Linked DNA regions of Mus musculus: regions 1 and 3 are each linked to region 2. Evidence: chromatin contacts called from public promoter capture Hi-C data. All regions are on one chromosome and are shown on one strand. The core of a region is the stretch at or near the end of the contact, and the rest is flanking DNA. Distances in the headings are between cores, read along the strand shown. Region 1 overlaps Cmip (c-Maf inducing protein). Region 2 holds the start of Bco1 (beta-carotene oxygenase 1). Region 3 holds the start of 4930563M20Rik (RIKEN cDNA 4930563M20 gene).

The links. Promoter capture Hi-C pulls out the DNA fragments that hold promoters and counts their contacts.
Region 1: a contact with region 2 is called in a promoter capture Hi-C map of liver. The contact joins the enhancer-like site here to the promoter of Bco1 in region 2. A contact is called at or near these places in 11 of 39 promoter capture datasets (the 3T3-L1 cell line, the C10 cell line, embryonic stem cells and 5 more), 1 of 15 datasets of contacts at CTCF or cohesin (large pre-B cells), 1 of 484 Hi-C or Micro-C datasets (bone marrow-derived macrophages) and 2 of 9 other capture datasets (liver and pancreatic islet).
Region 3: a promoter capture Hi-C map of stem cell-derived epiblast-like cells shows a contact between it and region 2, with 2.4 times the contacts expected there. The contact joins the promoter of 4930563M20Rik here to the promoter of Bco1 in region 2. A contact is called at or near these places in 3 of 39 promoter capture datasets (embryonic stem cells, liver and stem cell-derived epiblast-like cells).

Annotation. Positions count from the first base shown.
Region 1 is chr8:117,407,968-117,411,978 of GRCm38.p6, reverse strand. Cmip (c-Maf inducing protein) reads right to left here. Exons shown (of 21, transcript NM_001163262.1): 4 at 557-718. Among named protein-coding and RNA genes, the nearest start is that of Gm39260, 13 kb to the left of the region's middle. Within about 2 kb of position 1,433, at least 33 of the 459 cell types and tissues checked have an H3K27ac peak or open chromatin away from gene starts, as enhancers often do. A contact at or near this core is called in embryonic stem cells and liver, where this site is marked.
Region 2 is chr8:117,093,486-117,097,350 of GRCm38.p6, reverse strand. Bco1 (beta-carotene oxygenase 1) reads right to left here and starts at 1,486. Exons shown (of 11, transcript NM_021486.3): 1 at 1,257-1,486. The coding sequence starts at 1,320.
Region 3 is chr8:116,799,575-116,803,199 of GRCm38.p6, reverse strand. It overlaps 4930563M20Rik (RIKEN cDNA 4930563M20 gene), which reads left to right and starts at 1,788. Exons shown (of 4, transcript NR_046193.1): 1 at 1,788-2,074; 2 at 2,994-3,139.

The DNA.
Region 1 (4,011 bases), core at 184-2,683, 310 kb before region 2:
AGGAGGGGGGGGTCACCAAATAGACCTCTCACAGGGGTCACCAGAGACCACTGGAAAACAGATATTTACATTGCGATTCAGAACAGTGAAACTACAGTTAAGAAATAGCAACGAAAATAACTGAATGGCTGTGAGGGGCAGTGGGGGGGGGTTGTCACCATAACATGGGGGGCTGTATTAAAGGGTCCAAGTATCAGGAAGGATGAAACCCACTGCTTTGGGTCTTTAGAGGTCTACAGAGTTGGCACTTGACCCTGGGAGTTGCAGCGGCTGCTGTCAGAGCCACTATCCAAGATGTGCGTTTAACCTAGGGCTTAGCAAAAGTGACAGTCCCCTAAGCCTCCAGACAAGTTTAGAGGCCAACTAGAACCAGCAAGCTTGGTGAGAAACACTGGCTTCCTTAGTAACCACTGCAGGATGGCACACCACGGGTAGGTAGATCTCTCCTGCTCACCCAGATGGGGCTGAATACAAGATGGAAGTAAAAACAGACAACCTAGAGGATGGGGGTGGGTGGGGGGCTCGGCCGGCTGGGGGTGGGGGGCATGCATCTTACCTCTGAGAGCAGTTTTGAGACGATTTCCAGCGGAGCCTGGTTGATAGAATCATCCTGCAGAGGCGACGTGAGGGCCATGTCCACCAGCGTCCGTATCTCCTTCAAGACAACCTCCCAGCGGCTTGGGTTACTCAGGACTTTCTTGTATTTGTAAATCTTTTTCTGGGTGGAGAGAGAGAGAGAGGGGAGGAGGACAGAGGTGGTAATCCATCACTGACTTAGCAAACCACTCGAGATGACCAAAGGATGTCTCTGGCTGGGGTGAAAAGGGCCTGGGAAGTTGTCAACCTGGCCTGAGCTTTCCCCAAAAGGAAATGGATACATCAAGAAAGGAACAGACTCCATCCAAGGTCAAGGGTGCGTCTGCAGACAGGCAGGCTCCGAACGAACACCACCCTGCCGGAACGGAACGGCAGTTTCCCGCCCTGTTCCCAATGACACATAAAAAGGAATTAGAAAACTGTTTTTTTGTTTTTTTTGTTTTTTTTTTTTAACGTGGGGTCCTCCGCCAAACTCAGTCCCCAAGTCGCCAAACACAGTAAGAACAGGAATGTTCCCGGCCCACAGAAGGCTTTCTGTGAGCCGAGTGTCTTCTGCCTAGGTGGATCCTATGAGGTCTCTTGGCAAATGCCATTCAGACAAAGAGCTGGATGGTGAGGATGAAGGCCAGAATTCAGCTGCAGCCAGGTGGGGAGCGAGCCCAGGAGGAAACCAGGCAAGGAAAACAGAGGCATGCTCACCTCGCTCAGTGTTGCCTCCAAACCCGAATGGAGGGCAGGGCTGTGGCCTCCTGGATTTGAGGCACTCTTCTTAGTTCCGCCTCTCTGACATCATGGAAACAGAGTCCATGGAGGGCGGAGGTCCAAGCCAAGCACTCCCCTCCCGTCTCTGTCTCTGTGGCTGCCTGCCTGGCCCCATGCTGCCCCGGCTTGCTGGGACTCTCAACAGAATAAACTTCATCGCTTAAACGGATCTTAAGAGTCAGGACATCCCATGCCAATAGCTAGCGGAGGTGACATGCCACAAACTCTGAGTCAAACACTGAAGGAGGAGAGGGGGAAAGAGAAAGGGAGCGGCCCTCACTGATAACCCAGGCTCAACCTGAAGGTCACTGGGGTCTTCCTGGGACATTTCTGAATTAAGAATTATACAATGGTTTTATGACCCGGGCTCAAAAGGAAGTATCTGGAGGGCATATCCTAGCCCAAGCGGATGGGGATGGAACCAGGGTAAGAATGACTCCATTAAGAAACCTTTTCACCTTTAGGGCTCTATGTCCCACATCTCTAGGCAGAGAAATTCGTCCCAGTCTCAGAAACTCTGACATGTAATTTGTCTCTTTGGACACAAAAAGCACACCCGTCTCTTATCATGCACTCTGCTTTCCTGGTGCTACCTGCATCGTATGCATAAAACTTGTATCTATAAGCCATCTTTCTGTCTTGTTGCAGTACGGTGTCAAGCAACCCAGGGTGGTGTGGAACTTGCTGTGCCATCCATGTGCCTCCAACCTCCCAAGTGCTGGGATTACAGGCGAGCTCCAGCACACCCACCTCCCCGTGGTGTTTTTAAATTCTTCCCTCTCATCCCTTTCTTCCCTCGAGTTCCTTCATTGGCCTACCAGCCCCACGCCCCCCACCCCCTTCTCTCTTGACCTCATGGCTCCGTGCTAGAGCCTCCGTTTTCCACAGCACTCCTTGACCCACTGAGGCTGGCACCGGCTACAGCACAGAGGGTGGAAGAGAACCGAATCGGGTATAGGTTTGTACATTCTGAAGACAGAAGAGGCATGGCAAGTTCCACTGGGGCAGAGCACTCCTGTGACCATTAAATCGGCTGCGCTGACGAAGAGGGCGCTCAGGAGTGTGTCCCTAGCTCTCTTACTTCAATGACAAAATACACCCTGATCCAAATAGGCTACTTTGAACCCATCACTCGTGCGTTTTTGGCTGCTGGTGACTGACCTCCCACCTCTGCCCGCTGAGCTCCGGTCTCCGGTCTCACAGATTTCAATGTGTACTAGAGAACCACGCCCTTGTCAAAAGATCATTATTTGTTTATTTATTTATTTTAATTTCACCCCGATCACCAGGACAATGCATCCTCAGGGCAACCCCACAGCAGATTCCCCTTGTGCTCGGTGGAAGCTCTCAACGTGGAACCATTTTGGTGGCCAGCTGCAAGCTATTATGTTTGGAAGAATTACTTATTCCTCTAAAGATGATAGGCACTCATTTTAAAGAAAATTGAAACCATACTGAAAAGCACAAAGAGGAGAGAGAAGAGAGAAAGAAAGAAAGAAAGAAAGAAAGAAAGAAAGAAAGAAAGAAAGAAAGGAAGGAAGGAAGGAAGGAAGGAAGGAAGGAAGGGGAAGGGAAGGAAGGAAGGAAGAAAAAAAACCTCAAAAATCCTATAATCCAGAAATAGCCACTGTTAATATATGCGGCAAACGTGGCACTGCCGCCCCCCCCCCCCCATGTAAACTCTGCAAACATGGCTGGCTGTGGTGGCACTTGCTGCAACCCAATACTCATCTGGGTACCAGAGACCATGGCTCAGCCAGGAAAATGCCTGCAGGGCAAGCATGAAGACCTAAGCTCAGATCCGCACCACATAGGAAAGCTAAGCGTGGTGCTATGTGCCTATGAGTCCAACACTGGAGAGGTAGAGACAGAAGGGTCCTTGGGGCTCACTGGCCAGCTAGTCTTAGCTGAATCAGTGAACTCCAGCCACGGGGAGAGATCCTGTCTCAAACACACGGGGAGTAACTAAGAGAGACTGACACTCACACTCATTCCCTCCTCCCCAATACACACACACACACACACACACACACTGCACACTGATACACTCAAAGCCGTCATGGGCTACAAAAGGACACCCTATTTCAAACAAGACCTCTGCAAAACACAACCAGCTCTAGCCCAGAGGTGGGCGGCCAGGACAGTTCTAAGAACAGATGCCAAAGGACGGTGATTCTCAACCTGTGGGTCACGACCCCCTTGGGAGTCAAACCACCCTTTCACAGATGCTCATATATCAGAAATCCCGCACATCAGATATTTACGTTATGACTCATCATAGTAGCAACATTACAATTAGGAAGTAGCAATGAAATAATTCTATAATGGGGGTCCAGGGGTCACCACAACATGAGAACTGTGATTAAAGGGGTGCAGCATTAGGTAGGTTGAGAACCACTACCACTGATCCAGACAGGAAGGGAGTTAGAGGCAAGCAGGACCTATCTATCTCCAGTGCCCGAGCAAAGTAGCTTCAGAGACCAATTCTTTGCCTTCGGTGACCTGGCCTTGGTACTGACTGAGGGTCCCCCTCTTGGAGCTGAGGGATGACTGTTGTATAATCAGGACACCTGCTTCAGAGACACGATGCCAAGGCTGGGACAGGGGTTAACATTCACGTAACATCAGCTAGGGGCAGGCACAGTGTTAGCT
Region 2 (3,865 bases), core at 237-2,736:
AGGACCAAGGAGGACAGACGCTGTCCCTACTCTGAAGTCGCCCGCTGTCCATTAAGAGATGGACAAATAGGCTCTCCAAATACATTTTGCCAGAAGCAGCGCTGCAGCCCTGAGCTGTGCAGAACAGAAGTGCCTTGCCTGGCTAAGAGCTGGGAAGCAGTGGCTTTCTGGAGGTGACAGGCAGAGTCTTGAGGGAGAACGTTTGCTTCACCACATGAGAGAATATTCTAGAGGCTGGGGAGATGGTTCGGTGGATAAAGTGCTTACCACACAAGCAGGAGGTCCTGAGCTGGCCTTCCAAACCCATGTGACAAAAGGTCAGCCATGAGAGATAACATGGGCTTGTTATCCCAGTGCTGGGGAGGCAGAGGCAGGAGGATTCCTGGGACTTGTTAGTCAGTCTAACTGGTAAGTTCCAGGTTGGTGAGAGGTCTTGCTTCAAGTAATGAGGTGAATGTGGACTTGAGGGTGGCACCTGAGCCTTAGCGTGTTTGAGTTTGAAGGATCACTTTCAGGAGCGCTCTCCATCAACTATCTATGAAGAGAGAGCCACGGGGAGCAAGCTGGTAAGCACCCCCCATGGCCTCTGCATCAGCCCCTGCTTCCAGGTTCCTGCCCTGAGTTCCTGTCCTGACTTCTTAGATGATGAACAGGGATGCAGAGAGTGGAAGCCAAGCCCTTTCCTCCCCCAAGTTGCTTTGTTCAGGGTGTTTTGTCACAGCGATGGTAACCCTGACTGAGAGACATCTATCTTGTCTTACGAAAACTTAAAGAGAGAGGGTTTGGAAAGATGGTGCAGTGCCTAAGAGCACACACTGCTTCCAGTTCCTGAGGGCCTGAGTTCAGTTCCCACTACCCACTGTAATCATAAGTGCCTGAAAGAGGCTTGCAGCCAAGCCTGACAACCTGGGTTCCATCCCTGGGACCGACATGATGGCGAGAAGCAGCTCCTACAAGTTGTCCTCTGGTCTCCCCCACTTGCACCGTGGCTATCGGAGCATTCCCAACACTCCTCTGGAGACAGTGAGAAAGGATTGCTCTCCCCGTGGACACCGAGTTACCGTGTAGAAACATACCCTATTGGTTACAGAGACTGTTTCTGGATACTGGCTCATCCTGTTGCCATATATGGGTTTCCAGGCTTCCAAAAGCAACTTCTAACATGGGGCAGGGGAGGTGGAGGTGGGAGTGGGGGTGAGGGATAAAGGGAGGGGGAGGGGGTGAGGAAAATGCCCATCTAAATACAGAAGTCTCACCTGTCACTTTGGCCTGAACTGGCTCCAGCTGTTCTTTCTTATTCTGGCCAAATATTATCTCCATGGAACCGGTGAGCGGCAGCAAGGGGGTTGTTACTGGAATAGACAAAGCCGTGTGTGCTCAAAGCCTCCTGTCTTCCTGCTCTTTGCTCCTTGACATCATCCTTGGTCCCTGTACACTCCGTCTCTTCCTCTGTGTCCCTTCCCCAAGCTGACCGGTGCTTCTGCCTGCTGCCGGAAGCTGCTGGGTAATTTATACAGTGTGTGTGTGTTAGGTCAAAGGTCAGTTCCCAAGCCATGTGTTACTGCTAATCTTTAATCCCATTAGTGTTTTTCCAACTCCTCCGCTCTGATTTCACTTTTAGCTTAGCCAAGGAAGGCTCCGCTCTGAGTCGGAAGAGATGATTTGGCGCGTTCTGCTGAGTTTGCCCGAGCTAGCCCATCCTGAGAACTGGATGCATTTATGGTTAGAGCAGAGAGAACAGCATTTGGGATCAGCAAAGGCTCTTCAAGCGAGGGGACCATCAAAGACATTGACCGCACTATTGCAAGTTGTGGGCTGGTGACATCTTTGCCTTCTGCAAACAGAGAGAGAAGGCTTTGATTTTAACCTGGGGCTTGGTTCGTTCCCACTCTTAAAAAAAATCCTATCAACGGACACTTGATTGGTTTTCTTTTTGGAAGGAGGGCTCAAAGATGTGTCATGTGCCCATTTAAAAAGCAAAGATGGGGAAGACAAAGACTTGGCTTTTTCGGGAACCAAAGAACAATTAAAACACAAAACAACGTCAGGGCCTGTGCACAAGCGAGGCTTTGAATTCTGCCCAGAGCACCCGAATGAATTCCAGAGCTGGGAGGCAGAGACAGGAGGATCCCTGAGGCCTTCTGCATAGCCAGTCCATCGGGAACCCTTCAGTTCAACTCAGACTGATAAGAGGGAGGACCCAAAGACTAAAATCCACACTGCATTTTTGAGAGCATAGGGTGGGAATTGGGGGATTCTCGGTTCCTGCTGCTCGAAGTGACGCCCTCAGCCAGGAGAGCAGCAGAAGGCTTCCACACTCCACCACATATACAGGAATCAAAACACCACAGGACACCTCGTGAATATGTATGATCTCCCTGTCTTATGTAATTAAAGAAATTATAAAACTAAAGATGCTTTGGGATTGGAGACAGGGATCAGTCAGTAGAGTATTCTACTTGCCAAAGAAAGACCCTGAGATCAACTCTCAGGACTCAGGGTTAAAAAAAAGGGTGGGGGAGCCAAGCCAAGCCTGGTGCTGGTACTGCCTGCTGTCTGCTGTCTGCTGTCTGCTGTCTGCTGCCTGCTGCCTGCTGCCTGCTGCCTGCTGCCTGCTGCCTGCTGCCTGCTGCCTGCTGCATGTATACAATCCCAGTACTCAGGAGGTTGAGGCAGGCAGCTCCTTAGCTGATGGCCAACCAGCTTAGCCCCTTGGTGAGTTCAAAAATAAATAGATAAGATGGATGGTACCAGAAAAGGCAACTGCCAAAGTTGTCCTCTGGCCTATAGACAAGCTCACACACACACACACACACACACACACACACACACACACACACACACACACACACACGAGAGAGAGAGAGAGAGAGAGAGAGAGAGAGAGACAGACAGACAGACAGACAGACAGACAGAGTTTGAGGAGAGAGGGAGAGAGCCACAGGGCTTGCCTTCACATAGCCCAACTGTGGAGGTAGGAGGGTGAGAGCTGAGCAGAGAGTCGTTCAGGGTTTTAGAACGTTCTAGAACAGGCTGTGCTTCCTCCCCTGGCTGCATGTTGTCATCACCTGGTGAGAGTTTGCAAAGTGCTGTCACTGGGCTGGGCTCCAGATCCACTGACTCAGAAGCTCAGTGGAATCAGAGGCCCGTGTTTGAGGAATGTCTCTACTGTGCACAGCTGGAGCTGAGGAGCCCATAGCCAGGGAAGAGACGGTGAGTTTGAATGAAATGGGGCTGCAGTTCCTGTAGGCCTGGGCCACGTTACTCTCTCTGAGTCTCTTTTTTTCATAGCTATGAAGCAGGGTGTAAGGCTATCAGAATCCCAAGATCCATTATCTTTTCTCTCTCTTCTAAGGAGGAATTTTTTTCTCTATTCCATATTTCCAGTAAGTCCCATGATAACCTACCTGCTACTTCATGCTGCTGTCATGTCCAAACACATGTATCCATGCCAGAATTATTTATTACAAACCATGAAAAGCTGCATCCTTGTATATCTGGGATACACTAAGAGCTCAGAAGAAAAAAAACTTACACTACTCCCCCCCCCCATAGCAGTTTTGCTAATAGCACTGAGCTAGCAGAAGAGTAAATAATGTCACATGTAACTAAGGGGGCAGAGGCAATTATGACTAACAAATAGTGTAGGGGGCATGTCTTAGTTAGGGTTCAATCGTTATGATAAAACACCATGACCAAAAAGCAAATTGAGGTGGGAAGAGTTTGTTTTGATAAAGATATGTTCCATGTTCGTTATCAAAGGCAGTCAGGACAGGAACTCAAATAGGGCAGGAACCTGGAGGCAGGAGCTGATGCAGAGGCCATGGAGGGGTGCTGCTTACTGACTTGCTCCCCATGGCTTGCT
Region 3 (3,625 bases), core at 539-3,038, 290 kb after region 2:
AGGAACTGATGCAGAGGGGATGGAGGGGGTTGGTGCTTACTGGTTTCCTGGAGCAGGAAGCTGAGAAATCACATCTTCAACCACAAACAGGAAGCAGAGAGGGAAATCAGGAAGTGGGTGAGGCTACAAACTCTCATACCCTACCCCACTGACTTACCTTCTCCAGCAAGGCTCCACCTCAAAAGGGTTCTACAACTTCCCCAGAGAGTCTCACCAATGTGAGCCTATGGGGACATTGCTCATTTAAACCAGTGGAGTGGGATTGCTATCCATCTAGAAGTTAACCTCTGTGAAGCTCAATGTTGAAAGAAATCATCTGTAAACCTAGACCTAAGGTTAATCTGGTTCAATTACTGGAAGATCAATAGATAACAGTCTCTGAAAGTTCTGGAACATTCTTCCCTCCATACCCTGCCTCTCTGAGCAGGAACTGTAGACACTCGCTTCGCTAGATGGAGAGTCACTTTCCTGCTGAGGCTGGGGCAGTTTATAGTAGTGTGTAAACTTGATAACCTCCTTCTATGGTGCTCAATTAAAAATCTATTTTTTACCTTATGTGTATAGGTGTTTTACCTACATACATGTATGTTCACCATATTTATATCTGGTGCTTAAGAGTCCGGAAGAGGGTGTCAGGACCCCTGGAGTTATGAGTGGTTGTGAGCCACCATGTGGGTGCTGGGACTGGAACCTTGGTCCTCTGCAAGGTTAGTAAGTACTTTCAACTGCTGAACCATGTCCCTAGACCCCACGTTGTTTAATTTTGAGTGTTAACTTGATTAGATTAAGATTATACCTAGGCCATTAGTGTGGATCTATAAAGGCGATTCCAAGGCACTTTAAGCCCACCTAGAATGTAGTGGATCGCGTCCCTGATTCAATATAAAGGAGAAAGGTGAAAACTGGCTTGGCTCTGGCCACCCCTTTCTCTGCCCCTGATTTGACTAGCTGCTGTACATTGCTGCCACCACAGAGCCACTCACTGCCTTCCTTCCCTGTGAAGGACCATGTCCCCTTAAACTGTGAGTGGGGCAGGGCAGGTCCTTCCTCAGTAACAGGGAAACATTATTCCTGGCATCTTGACTTGCAGCCCAAGGAGACCGTTCCTAGGTAATGCATTGGAGAGGTTCCACAAGAAAGTTTCCATCGTAAGGAAGGAAATGAAGCTCAAAGATCATCTGTCTCTCAGAGGCTTTCATAATAAAGGCCAGAATCAAACAAAAAGCCAGGTTGTCTTTCAGCGAATAATATCCAGATGATTTCTGTCCTCTTTCCCAAAAAGAATGATAAAGGGCACACACTTAAGAAATAAAGCCGTAGAAATATGTTTAAGGAATGAGACCCAAATGCACTCAAAGTAAAACACAGGCGGCATGTAAAAACGCATTTGGGGGGTGTGAGGCAGATGGCTGAATTTAAGTGGCATGCATGTAGGCTTGAGCTAATAATCCCAGCTTTGGGGACGCGAAGACAGGAGGATTTCCAGGGATTGCTGCCAGCTAGCTTAGCCTAGCCTAACCAGCAAGCTTCAGGCCAGCGAGAGACCTTGCTCCAAAGAAGTCGATGGATGACACTTGAGCCAAAGTTGCTCTCCAGCCATCATAGGCACGTGCACGCAGGCATATTGGTACTTAAGCACGCACGCACACATGCACGAACATCCGCAAGCACGTAGGCAGGCATGCGCACAGACACGCACTCATACACGCATGCGTGCGCAGGCACACAGGCATGCTCGCACGCACGCACGCACGCACGCACGTACGTACGTACGTACACACGTATGTATGAGCATACGTAAGACCCGGCGCTCGGGCGCGCACGCTTTTATTTTTAAGTTTGGTTTTAAAACCTGGACTTGATGAAGCACCCAAGTTTCCTAATACTCCCTGGACTTTCCCCCTTTTAAGACTATCTCTTCTTAAAACTTAAAATTATATGAAATGATCATATAATCGCATTAGAAATGAACAAGCAGTGTTTTCCATTCACGGGAAGTCTGTCTCACCACGTTTACCCACAGTGTAGGGGACGAAGCTCAAAGCCTTGGGTGACCCGCAGGAGGTTCAGGCAGGTAGGCATCATAGGACCTCATTGCTTTCTGTGTGGCCTCTGGGGATCTAGGCAATTTAAAATCACCAGGAAAGCTAACTGTAGAGATGGTCCTTTGAACGTTTTATTCTCGGATTCCTTGCTGTCTCTGTGTGGTGGTGCCTTCCAGATGAGGACGCAGCCTCCCACGGGTTCCGACCACACCAGGCGCCGACAGAGAACAGATGGGCTTACTTCCTTTTTGCCCCACTTAGAAAAAGGGACCTTTTCTGTCGACCTTCTCATTTTCGCTCTAGTGACCCCTTCCCCGGAGCCGCTTGGTTTCTTCAGCTGTAGCTACATTTGCAAATCATGCTTATTTTTGGTAACCCAAAAAATATTTTAGACAGTGAAGTGCTCATAAATGTTTAGCAGTGGACTCTAGGAAGCGCACACACTTATGTGCCCTAGTTAGTATACATTGGCAACACGACCCAGCCTAGATGCCAACTGGCGGGGAAGCCTTGGTTTAGGAATTTCCTAGATCAAATTGGACTGTGGGTATTTCTGGGGAAGGGTAATGTGATGGTTATTCCTGGTTGTCAACTTGACTATATCTGGAATGCACTACAGTCTGGAAATGGAGGGCACACCTGTGATGCAGATCTTGAGACTGAAAGACAGACTTCTGAGCTGGACATTGACATGGTTTTGATCCAGATCTTGAGGCATAGTGGCCGTGAAATGCTTAGGCCCAGGCAAGGTAGTACACACTTTTATCTCAGGAGACTTAGCCGAGCAGATCTCTGAGTTCAGGGCTAGCCTGAGATAGAGAAAGTTCCAAATCCAGGTGTGGTGATACATACTTTTAATCTGGGCCACACCTTCTGTTGGAGACCTACATAAGGACAGTGGAAGATGGAAGGCTCACTCTTCTTCGTCTGCTTGCACTTACTTGCCAGCACATCTGTTGGAACCTGCTTCTTCAGGATTCCAGCTTATACAGAAGACCAGCTGAAACACCCAGCCTCGCGGGACTGAGCAACTACTAGATTCTTGGAATTCCTGTTCACAGCTGCCCATTGTTGGGTTAGTTAGAATGCAGACTGTAAGTCATAATAATAAGTTCCCTAATATATAGAGACATTCTATAAGTTCTATGATTTTAGAGAACCCTGACTAATATAGGTGATTGTCCAAAGGACCCAGTCCACTGTAGATGGTACCATTTCCTAGACATGTAGACCTGGGCTGAGTAAGGATGCCAGGGAGGCACAAGAGAGTGAGCAAGCCAGGAAGTGATCTAACAAGCACTTTGGCTTTATGGTTCCCGCCTCCAGGTTTCTGCTCTGACTTCCCTCAGAAATGAACTGTGACCTGAAAGGGTAAGCCACATTAACCCTTTCCTTACCCAAGTTGTTTTTGGTCAGCATGTTATTTCAGAATGAAACTGGAATAAGCATGAAGGTTTGTCACAGTACCACCACAATAAAGGACGTATAGATGACTCATGCCTGTAAATGAAACACGTGAGAAACTGGGCTATGTAGAGAGAGGGAATGAATGGATGGAGCTCAAGCATATCAGAAAACAT